Linked DNA regions of Bicyclus anynana: region 1 is linked to region 2. Evidence: chromatin contacts called from public Hi-C data. All regions are on one chromosome and are shown on one strand. The core of a region is the stretch at or near the end of the contact, and the rest is flanking DNA. Distances in the headings are between cores, read along the strand shown.

Evidence for each region. Hi-C and Micro-C count contacts between places; a contact is called where the count stands out from the background.
Region 1: a Hi-C map of whole body shows a contact between it and region 2, with 3 times the contacts expected there. The contact joins the enhancer-like site here to the promoter of LOC112055340 in region 2. A contact is called at or near these places in 2 of 2 Hi-C or Micro-C datasets (whole body and whole larva).

The regions. Positions count from the first base shown.
Region 1 is chr11:3,486,631-3,493,206 of ilBicAnyn1.1, reverse strand. LOC112055340 (suppressor of cytokine signaling 2) reads right to left here. Exons shown (of 5, transcript XM_052884159.1): 3 at 2,915-3,210; 4 at 1,454-1,599. The coding sequence starts at 3,202. Among protein-coding and RNA genes, the nearest start is that of LOC112055341, 14 kb to the left of the region's middle. Within about 2 kb of position 3,001, at least 3 of the 8 cell types and tissues checked have open chromatin away from gene starts, as enhancers often do.
Region 2 is chr11:3,432,959-3,438,868 of ilBicAnyn1.1, reverse strand. It overlaps LOC112055340 (suppressor of cytokine signaling 2), which reads right to left and starts at 4,063. Exons shown (of 5, transcript XM_052884159.1): 1 at 3,697-4,063.

The DNA of each region.
Region 1 (6,576 bases), core at 1,752-4,251, 55 kb before region 2:
TAATTGATTAAAAATTAAAAAAATAGTATTAGTATTAGTACATAAATAATTTCTGGAAGCTTGTAGTGATGTTTGATAAATAATACTTTTCGATTTTATGAAAAACGATAGTGAAATAAATAGTAAGTACGCGTAAACAAAGACGACGCTTTATTTGGGAACAAAAGGATCCTTTGTTTGATTTAAAGTGGATGTCTATAGAAATGGTGCTAATTTTATATGCCGTATATGCGTAAACAAAAAAGTGCGTAATGTGATGCAGTGTATTTAGTAAAGTAATTAAAATGCAATGCGTGCAGCAGGTAAGTGCAGTGTATTAATAAAAAATAGGTACATTGTGCTTTCTGTGCCAGACAAAAGTTTCATAAAATAATATATTTAAACAACTTTTTGACAAAATATTAGGGTCATTTGAAGCCAAATGTTCTGGCTTGAGAAGTGTAAACATAGATGTTGCGAACTACCTCTAAGTCTCGTGTTTCTCTAAAAAAAATACCACTTAAAATTCTTGTATTGAAGTGGTAGGTAGGTACTTATGTTTGTCCACCTACACTGCGTAATAAATCGTAACTAATATTATACTAACAGCATACATTGTTTGTTAAGTAATTTAACTATAATATTTAAGATAAACTAACAATTTAAAGTTAAAACCAAAATAAATTCAAAGTTCGCGCTTTTCTTTTAACTTTTTGTAGCGTTGTCTCTCTCAAACATATTGCTATTCAACCGCAGATCAGAGACAAATGTCGATCATTCATTCAATATAGACGATTCAAATGCTATTCAGTTTAGGAGATGTCATGGTACGAATTAAAAACGATTCAATATAGGCACCGAAGTTGAATAGCGTCGGATTTGGATCGCTAGGATAAAGTTGATAGTAGCCCTCCTGTTTGTCAAATTAAAATGTTTGTTATCTGTTTGTTCCGGCTAATCTCTGAAACGACTAGACCGATTTTGACGGGACTCACTGATCTGCCAGTTGCTGTAATAAGGAGTAACATAAACTATATTATATTATCCCTGTACTCCCACGGTAACGGGAACTATGTGGGTTTTTTTTAATTTATTCTTTACAAGTTAGCCCTTGACTACAGTCTCCTCACCTGCAGGGCCATTATGTAACTCGGTGAATGCTTTAAAATCACAGTCACGACAACAAATTGCAGCGATTTTTCGTTTTTGCGATCATGTAACATAGATCTTCCACCGAAATGACGTCATCTTGGATCGTTCTCTGTCACGGTCACTTGTAGGGATTTATTCAAGTTTTAGGCCTGTTTATAGTAAGTGATGATGCAGTCTAAGATGGAAGCGGGCTAACTTGTTAGGAGGAGGATGAAAATCCACAACCCTCTTCGGTTTCAACACGAGCTCGTACCAGAACGCTAAATCGCTCGACGGGAGGTCTTTGCCGTTAGTAAAAATAAATTTAAAAAAAATGCCTCACCTAAAGAATCCCTGTTCATAGTGTAGTCTCACAGACGTGGGGCCCTTGTCAGTTTGCACTGACAGTGAGAATATGAAGTTCCTGTCGCCAGAGTCTCTGATCACGTAGGCGCCCACTTTAGTCTCCTTGAGTAAACTCCGTGCACCCTGCAATGCGATGACATAGACAAATAAGATACGGCAAGCTTTACAAACATTATGTGACGTAATATCGCCAACTGTGACGTCTATCGAGTCAAGTCCAATGACTTTAAGGAACAGACCGTAGATAGAGAAGTTAATAGATAGATAGAATTCATCACATTGCGATAATAATGAAATGAGTAATCTATACTAACATTAAAAGAGGTAAAGTTTGTGGTACTGTAGGGGGAATTTCTGTATCTACAGAACCGATTTTCGAATTTTTTTACCACTATAAAGCCACGTTATTTGCGAGTGTCATAGGCTTTTATTTACGCGGGATCGGGAACTATGCATGTGAAACCGAGGGCTGTGTAGTTTTAAATAACCACCAAATAATATATTGCTGAAAAACTAGTTCAGTGTAGTGTATGTCGAAATCTTATGTCTTGACTTGACTTTTACAACAGCTCGTCGATTAGTTGTCTATCAATTCTCTATCTACGGAGCAGATTATGTTTTATTTTTGGACAATCTTTGGATACAATACTCGTCAACGAATATTAAAAGTTATAGTATCCTAAGATTGTAAGTGCTTAAATTACATTTTTTTACATTTCTGAGGGTTTGAATTTTAAAGGTATGTTAGTCAAAAGATGCACGAATATTTCGCACACGCTTGGTTTGACTGTATGCGATATTGAGCTAAATATAGGTCAGGAGGTACACACAGTATGTGCTAAACGCCTACGCAGTTGAAATAGCATTACGTAGCAAGTTTTGAACATCGTCATCATTATATGGAATGTATTATTTTTATACTGAAGTGTTAGAAGTTATAGCTTGGTAAAGTTTTTGATAACACTCCCATGATATGTGGGCGACGGGGTAGGAAATCTGTCATCGCTACCCGCCACCAGCCCCCCGTGGACCATCGAGAGTGTTACGTACGAATTCGCCATCTTACTACTCGTAACTTATAGAGGTTAAGTGATTTGACTCTACTAGGATGCATGAGGCAGATTCCAACTATGCATGAAAGATTATAAAAAGCACAAAAAAAAATATGACATTAAATATGAATTGCATTAATAAGAGTAAAAGCGGCATTGAAAGTAGAATGTTTAAAACAATGGTACGTATATAGTTACGCGCGACCTTAGACCAGAGCCAATTTAAAAAGTATAAATTCCTCAATTGACTAGATGTAGGAATCCATCCTAAGAACTTAGTTAATAACACATGCAATAAGAGACCAAAAAACTTTTTCTAGCCTTCCAAGTTATGTTTCTAGTTCATTTAACATTAAATCTAAAATGAAACCAAGAAATGCACAAACCTGCCAATCCAAATTCCCATAGTACCAGCCGGATAGCCTCAACGCTCGTAACGTGTCCGCTAACCTCCTCAGTTCATCGTTGTATGGCGCTGGTAATACAGGTGACGAAGGAATGGTGTACGGAGAGTGAGGCAAGTATGCAGGCTGCAGGCTGAACGGTGGTGTCGCGGGGGTCATAGAGTGAGAGTGGGCCTTCGCACAGGCCAGCGATACCCTGAGCTCATGCCTGCAGTTCGGACAGCAAGCGACGCCTGAGGACCAGTTGTTTAGAGGTACACCCACTTCCATACACGCATCTGTGGACAAACAAATATTTTTTTTTATGTTTCATAATTCAGATGACCCTCCCTAAAGTGTTTTTCAGATAGCATGGGTACAGTGACAGTCGCCTATATGACGTTTATAATATGTAATATTATCGTGAATCACAGCAAACTTTCAACAGTGAAACGAACTGTCATCCACACCATCCTACATGAAATGAACTGCAGCAAAGTATGTAAGGATCACATTCTACGTTGATGTCTTGCATAGTTCAGGCATAGATATTATGTGCTTGTAATTTGATCAGCAACCATAACCTTCAATCCCACCAACCCCCTTTAGAGTAGTGTGGTAGGTCTAAGTTCCATAATCATAGAAGATATCCTATAACTATAAGGAGGGCCTCCGTGGCACAGTGGTATTACAAAACGGAGGTCCTGGGTTCGATCCCCGGCTGGGCAGATTGAGATTTTCTTAGTTTGTCCAGGTCTGGCTGGTGGGAGGCTTCGGCCGTGGCTAGTTACCACCCTACTGGCAAAGACGTACCGCCAAGCGATTTAGAGTTCCGGTACGATGCTGTCTAGAAAGTAGTGTGGATTTTCATCCTCCTCCTAACAAGTTAGCCCGCTTCCATCTTGGACTGCATCATCACTTACCATCAGGTGAGATTGTAGTCAAGGGCTAACTTGTAAAGAATAAAAAAAAGGGGTTGCCTTTAGTGGGTTGTTTAAATAAGCTGATAATGAAACTTCTTATACCAATGACAGACAGACAGCCACATTATTTGTGGGTATCACAGGCTATATTTTATTCATATAATCCCAAAACATCAAGAAATACATGGGAAGAACCGTGGGGCATTGGTTAGTGTAAAATAATTCCTAGTTAGACACAATTCATGATACAGACTAAAGAAGGAGTTTTACATAACAATACTCAACACTTTTTACTGAGCAGTAAAAATATTCACAGAGGCAAGTAAAAAACAAACAATAAGCCTTGCACAAAAGATGGCCTTTACGCTGAAAAAGATCTCTTCAAGAAAAACTAGGTAATGATTAAATGCGGGAACATTTTTATTGATATTTCAGAGAAAGTTCACAGTGACAGAAAAAGTAATTTTATCGCTATAGTAGCAGACTAATTAGTATGAAATCCATCATAATAAATATATACACTTATCTGTTATTTCATTAGGATTAGGACACATTGCACATAGGTTGCCTAGTTAAATTTCAGCTGAATAGTAAGTATTAAGTGATTTTTCTTTTAATTTATTTAATCTCCTTCTTTAATTGGTCAATTAAAAATAATTGTACACTAGTTACCCATACCCAAAAGAATTGAAAAAGTAAAGGTTGCTAGCTTTCTGCTGCAACTGTGGGGTTGCCAGATATAAACATTCAAGTAATGTTATTTATATACCCTCATCAGTTATTTAGTTGTCTAATATGTCAAATGAAAGAAGCTAATTTAACTGTGTTAAGGTTTCCTTTGATTTAGTTCATTGTTTTCCTAGATTTTGTATGAAAAATGTGTTTGGCTGCAATTTCTTTAGGCAAGTTATTTGCAATTTGTCTCTGTGAACATTATCTCTCATTTATTTCTTATCACTAATGAATAACAGATGAGGATATATATTTCTAATGGACCTTAGACCAAATGCATGCATATGTGTATCAATAATGGATAAACAAAACTAGCTCAAGGATATGCCAGGCAACTTTGTTATATTTTTCAATGATGTTCCATACTTTTTATCAAGACTTTTCTAACATTGATAAGTAATTACAGTAGACAGGTTTTTTTTATTTTTACCTGACTACATAGAGTAAAAGATTTTTAGCAATACAAGAATGAATATAGGTAATAATCAGTTCCCTCATAAGTTTTAAACCAGGTACTTACTATTTAAATGTTTTAATGTTTGTTCAATAAAATGACTTGTACCTACAATTTTATGAGAATACTTCCTCGTTTCATACTGATATGATTAATTTAGTTTGTCTAGACCTACATGCTTACTTCAAAGCAATACACGTAAGTACTTAGAACTATGTTTTTAAATGATACATAAAGTTGTTGTTACAACCTTACTTGAAAATCATTTTTATCTAAAGAACACTGCAGCATATTAGAACCCTAAATTCGTCGGACGAAGTCGAGAGCATCAGAGAGTTTAAAACAAAACTTTCCAACAGTCAAAACGCATTGTCACTATAGCTAAAATGATAAGAATTCTACTTATAATATAACCTAAAATTCTGCGCTGTGAAAGTTTTAAACTCTTTTTATGTTTAATACAATAACCTAAACTAAAATACCTATTGTATGTCCTACAGTTAAGAACAATAGTTCCTCGAACTCACTTGAAGATTGTAGAGGTAACCTCGCTGCTATAGTCATGTTTAGAGGTGACAGTTTTGTTTCCCGCCGCTCAATCAGGCACATTTGGTGTTCACTTTTTGGTGGACTTTTACGTGTACCACCCGCCTCGTCTCCGGAGGCCACGGTTTGATTAATTCACTAAAAACAGCAACGCAAATTCCAAGTCAATGACGATCCGACATTGTATTAATTCACATAGGCACTTTGGAATCATAAAAACTGTTATTCACTCGGTAATGTCCGATAAGTTTTGTTGAACTTTTATGCACTATTTCTTTTTTCACAACACAAAATTGTTAAAACACAATAACGCGTCCGTAAGCGAAATTCTTGGAAGGCACAGGCACAGGCAGGCGACGAGGCGACGCGACAATGACAAATGGTAATTAAATCAACTACAACTTCATAAAATAATGACAGTAGTGTTGGGCACTTTCACAATACCAAAGACAAAATAGTAAAGACTATAAATTAAATCGAATAAAAACTATTGGAACACTGAAACGTCCACCGCTGACCGATCGCGCCGACGCTCTGTATGCAGTCAATTTGATGAATACTCGCTACAAACTGACTCTGTTCTCTGACTCGTACGAACGAAAAGTGGGGATCAACGTTGGAGGACGTTGCCGAGCGACAACCGAGTGATACGAAACTCGAACGTTCACTACTTCCGAGAATTCATTCACCAACCAACAACAATTATCCAGTTATCTAGTCGTTTGCTTGCTATCTTCATTCCATTGTATTATTTGTACGTAGCGCACGATTCTGCGTAATCTTACATTCATGTCTATTCTACTCAATCCATTCTAGTAAATAATGAATAATGGCAATAGCACGAAAGAGAAAATTAATAGTTTCATATTATTCATTAGGGAGTATATGTTTATAAATGTAGCTACTTACTTACATATACATATATCTAGCATGACAGTAAAATACAAAGTTTTCAGTAGTCAAACTATTTTAAAATAAAAAGTACATACTTACATATTAAATTCAAAACT
Region 2 (5,910 bases), core at 2,814-5,313:
GTCTTTGCCGGTAGGGTGGTAACTAGCCACGGCCGAAGCCTCCCACCAGCCAGACCAATTAAGAAAACCTCAATCGGTCAATAAAAAACAAAGCCATATTTGGTGCGAGATTTTGAGACCCCTAAACGTACATCGGCTCCTAGAAGTTTGTGCTCCTCCAATTTCCACTTTAGTATTCATTAACTACGACTGCTGTCGACTGCCGCCGAGATGTCGACGACTGCAGTCGACTGCAGTCGTCGGTAGCAGTTGCTGCTGTGTAAATGAGCACTTAGCTTTACGACTCGTTGAGCTATGTCAGTGACTTTGATTCTTCTGTGGATCGGATCGGAGACTTGGTCAACCCTCTGGGTGGACTGACGTCATTAAGCTGGTTCATAATGATGATGATGATTTTATCTACATAGTGATAATCTAAACGAGTATTTATAATAACTCTGTAGAGAGATCAATTCTGTACATGAAATATATTTCCAAAATAACTATCAGGGGGTGATTAGGAATCGATACTGATGCCAAAAATGCAATGAGCAAACTTTTTGTCTGTCTGTCTGTAAGTTCGTTATAGAAACAAAAACTACTCGACAGATGTTAACAAAATTTGGTACAATTATTCTTCATACTCCTGGGCAGGTTATAGTAGGTATACTTTTCATCACGCTACGATCAATAGGAGAAGAGCAGAGAAGGGAAATGTTGGGAAAACGGGAGATACTACTGTAAGGACTGGCTGTCTAAAGGCGGACGAAGCCGCGAGCGTCCGCTAGTTTTCAATAAATTAGCTGTAATATGACAATGATTTAAAATGTCGTAGCAATGATTATTGAAAAATCATGTCGTCATGACAAGATATTTCTACTACTACAATATTTACTTATGACGTAATTGTACACAAATGTAGGTATATTTACCTAACCTTATCGTACATTATAATTAGTGACGAGTTCTCATGCGATTTCCGTGACATTCACACCTTCCAACTGCATGCAAACATTTGAAATCGTCTACATACATTGTGTCCACAAGACACAATGTATGTGTCCACAATATACATAAAATCGGATGCAATCTTTATTGTATATACCAGGGTTTCTCAATGTGGGGTACGCGAACCCCTAGGGGTTCGCCATTCACGACAAGATTTACTAACTGTGGCTTGATAACTGATACCGGGTCAGAATTAAGGTTAAAATTGTCCAAAATTACTCATATCATTGAATCCATTTGCGACAAGAAACAAGCATACACATCACATTAATATTACAAAGACGTTTGTTTTGGTACTTTATGTGTTACCTTTTATTCAAATAAAAAACCTTATTTTTTTCTTGGGGGGGTGGTTCCCAGTAATTAGTAAGGGGTTCGTTGTCACTTGGAAATTTTACCAGGGGTTCGTAAAGCTGAGAGTTTGAGAAACCCTGGTATATACGAAATAAGATGCGAGTGTCCCCCGCACCCTGGGTGGGGTGATACCCTGCCGCCGAGCCCCTGCGTAATCGATGATTACCTTTAATTAATTCATTTTATGTCTTCGAATGTAACCCGCAACTTTAACATGAAAAACAAGTCTTAAATGAGGAATGTTAATGTAGGAAATAATAGAGAAGTTAAAAGATACACCAAAATCCTAATTATAAATGTAAAAGTGAGTATTTGTTACGCTTTCAAGCTTAAACCACTAAATGAATATTTAAAAAAATCACCATTTTAAAGCCACATTATCAGCGAATATCACAGGTTATGTTTTATCTCTGTATTCCCACGGGAACGGGAACTACAAGACTGAAACCGTAGCTAAGAAGATATAAAGTGCAAGTAAAGATGCGCGCTTAGTGACAGCGGATAACGATGCACATAAAAGCTGACCCTACACCTCGCAGATATCGTGTGGCGCCGCCTTTACTTGTGTTTGTGTTTGTGCTCCATTTTATACGTGACTTTCATATGACACACAGCAATACGTACGATACTGTATATGCGATATCTATACCTATATCGTGCGCTGTAAGATGGTGCGGGTGACAGTTCATTTTACTCAAGTCATAATGCAACTGTCACCTGTACCTCACTCTTGAAAGTTTGTCGCGATTTTTATAAATTCGAAATTCAAATTTCTTTTATTTCAATTAGGCTTAGTTTACAAGCACTTTTGAAAGGTCAGGTATATGTCAAAATTTAATTTAATGTAATGGTGGTAATAATAGACGAAAACTTAAAATTAAAGTTACGAGGGTTCCAAACGCGCCTTGGTCCGAGAACAGCCCACAACAAACTCAATATTACAATGATAACAGTACGTATTACGACTTAAGGCAACTGTCACCCGCACCTTGCTATACACATATTTGATTGTGAAGGTTTTTTTTATTCTTTACAAGTTAATCATTGACTACAATTTCACCTGATGGTAAGTAATGATGCAATGTAAGAAGCGGGCTAAGTTGTTAGGAGAACGATGAATATCCAAACCCCTTTCGGTTCCTACACGACATCGTACCGGAACGCTAAATCGCTTGGCGGTACGTCTGTGCCGGTAAGGTGGTGGCCGAAGACATCCAGACCTGCCAGACCTGGACCAATTAAGAAAACCTCAATTGGCCCAGCGGGGGATCGAACCCATGACCTCCGTCTTGTAAATCCACCATGCATACCACTGCGCCACGGAGGCCGTCGTAAGGGTGAGTTATTCCATGCAGTCCATAAGGGAGCCAGTTGCCTACAGGCTACAGCCCTAGATTCATCCCGTCTAAGGAGGCACCAGAAACAATCGAGAAAAAAAATAAACAACCAAAAAAAAACATCCCAATCAACTTGAGAACCTCTTCCTTTTTGAAGTCGATTAAAAAGTTCAGGCAATTTCAAAATCCGCGCATTTATTGATGTTGATTTATTACAAAATACCAAAAAAATAAGTTTTATTACGAAGAAAGAATAGCTCAATATTTCATAGCTTGACCCAGGACCGCTTTACTGAATCAACTGATGTGGTAGTTTACGGTAATCAGTCAAATAGGTAGGTACAACTCGTGTGCATTAACTTGACACCACACACAACCAAACAAACCCATTACAAACATCTTTCGAGTCAAGTGTCAAGTTAATCCACACGAGCTGTACATAAATATAGTCTCCAAGGAGCTTGTAAAGTGAGCCTACTTGAAATAAATGAATTTGAAATTTTGAAATTTTTGAATTTTAGTAAAAACTAGATTGTCCGGCCCTTAGCCGAACTGCTAAGCACGATCGTAACTTTTTATAATCTCTCGCGGAAAGCAAGATGATTCGTTAATATTTCGATTTATTTTCGATTCGAAAATATTTCCTAATTTCGTACCTATAGTCTACTATTTTCCAGGTTACATCTTACTTTCATAATTTGAGTAAACTACCAAATACAACATCATTGCTGTAACTCAGCTCTTATCAAATAAGATTCATAAAAAATACGTTTTTTTTTTATTTATAGTTATTGTCACCATGAAAACAAATCGTACAATCACGTGACCTCGAATTTAAGCCTTCTTATTAGGTCTACCTATTTATTATGCGTGTATTAAGCGCTATTTAATAACAGATAATATGTTTTAGAAATGCATTATTAAGTGGTCCTAAAAATCCTTGCCTTTCCTACCCGGCAGATATCATACTGAAATAAAATATTAGTATTAGCAGATGGTACAAGACAAAGCCCCTCACCTGGTAATTTAACCACCATTGGAGGTGCGCCCGGGTGGTTGGGATCCAATGTAGACGCCTGCACGCACGATCACAGAAACACAGCACAAGTTTAAATAATTGGAGTTATAATTTCCTCAAAACCACTTTATCGCCGGTTCCATGTAAAACTCTTTATGGCCAGGTTTCGTGGAAGCGAAGAAATTAATTTGCAGAAACGGCGGCCGTGGCAGAAAACCTCTTCCGAGAAAACGCACATTCAATTTCACTGGCCGGTTCGGATCGTGTATCACAGTTGCGAGTGCGATGTCGCGAAGGAGAAAGTTCGCGTATCGCCCGTCGCGACGTAGACTCCGTGTCATGCACGATTACTGACTGGCCGACCGGCGACCGAGTACCGACCGCCGACAACTCTCTCGCCAGTCGCCTGCGATAGCGTTGGCGAAGAATTAGGGTTGTCAACAGGGGTTATGACAGTTTTTTCATTCTATACGAATATTAGAAAGCTGAAGAGTTTATTTCTTGGTTTGAACGCGCTAATCTCAAGAATGGTCGATTTGAAAAATTCTTTCAGTGTTATTTTATTCCCGTATTTCTACGGGAATGGGAACTACGCGTCACTAGTTGTATATAAATTAAAAGTATGTTAATAGTAAAGCAATTTTGTAAACGTAACAGGATATCTACGATCATTAAGTACTTTCAGAGCTACAGGGATTATTTGCGGCACAGTCACGCTCCCTTAAAAACGCTCCATACAAAATGGCACGAATTAATGACGTCGTTGATCATAATGATCGTTAGATTTGTATGGACGTTCAAACAAAATTACAAATATCTTTGTTATTTGTGCGTTTATGTTTATAGTTCATGTAATGAAAAATGTCACGTTTAATGTAAGGAAGCTAAAAATGTTTGCAAACATCCAGCTAATCTTTGATTTTTACGTATTAATTGGTTAATATTGACCTTATTTACCCGAATGTTTCGTAAAAATCAATATATCAAAACCTGTCATCATCCCCATTACACAGTATGTCGTATGAGCAAGAGCATATTTTGATTTGACAACCCTGGGACATAATGCAAAGCATTGTAAAAGAATTTAGCGGAAAAATCGTAGAAATCATATGTAGCTCTCGTTTGATTTTCATTGCTTAGCTTTATTGCTTAAAGTACGAATTTAAGAATGCAATTTTTTCAATATAGCGCTGTAATATAGGTCCACAAGTGAAGTGGAGGTTGAACAAGAGTGTTTCAAGTGATTAAGTAGCTTTTTTCGGTAGACTATCACAAGTTTTAGTAACTTTGCCTTGACTCAACTGACTGACAGCCAACGACGAATTTACTATATTTGACCATTTTCGCCCTTAGTAGGCCAAAATATTTGATAAAAATTATTACTTACAAATCTTACTTACAAGTCTGGCTTAATGTATAACGAAGCCATATTAAAACAAAAAATAAGGCAATGATATATTTTTTTAAATATAGTAGCGGACGCTCGCGATTTCGTTCGCTTGGAATTCTGTTTTTTACCAGTCCAGCGGGAATCATGGGGTTTTTCCGGGATAAAAAGTAGTAACAAGAAGCCTATGCACTACTCCAAGGAGCCATTTATCACACAAAAATTCATACAAATCAAAACAGGCTCTAAATATGGCCTAACGTAAAACTCGTGCCATTCACTAACACACAAACAGACAATAAATTAATCAAAAATACCACCCGACTGCATAAAGTACAATAATAAAAAGAAAAAAATAAATTCTAACCAGTAGTGTTGAAAGCAGTTAGAAAACAGTCGGGACCCATTAAACAATCTAGATTAGTTTTAACATACAAAAACATAACCCTTCTTGGCAGTCGGATAATTATAATACAGCACGAAAACTCTGAAAACGGACGCCTAGTCACTCGCACTGTAAAAACACGGGATGAATATATGGCAGCCCTTGCTCAGAATAAGACTGACTGGCATAAAGTTCACGTCGTCACACATATCTGCCAGCCCTATGAATATAGCCAACTAGCGTGCCACTAGCGTTGTAAACACACGGGACAAATATATGCCACCATTAACTCTGAATAAGGCCGACTAAAATAAAATTTCGTGTCGCTCGAAATATAGAGACAATTTATGTAATGCCGGCACTGGCTGTGAATACGGACGACTGGCATGCAACTCGCGTTGTAAACACACGGGACAAATATATATGTATGCTGCCCCTAACT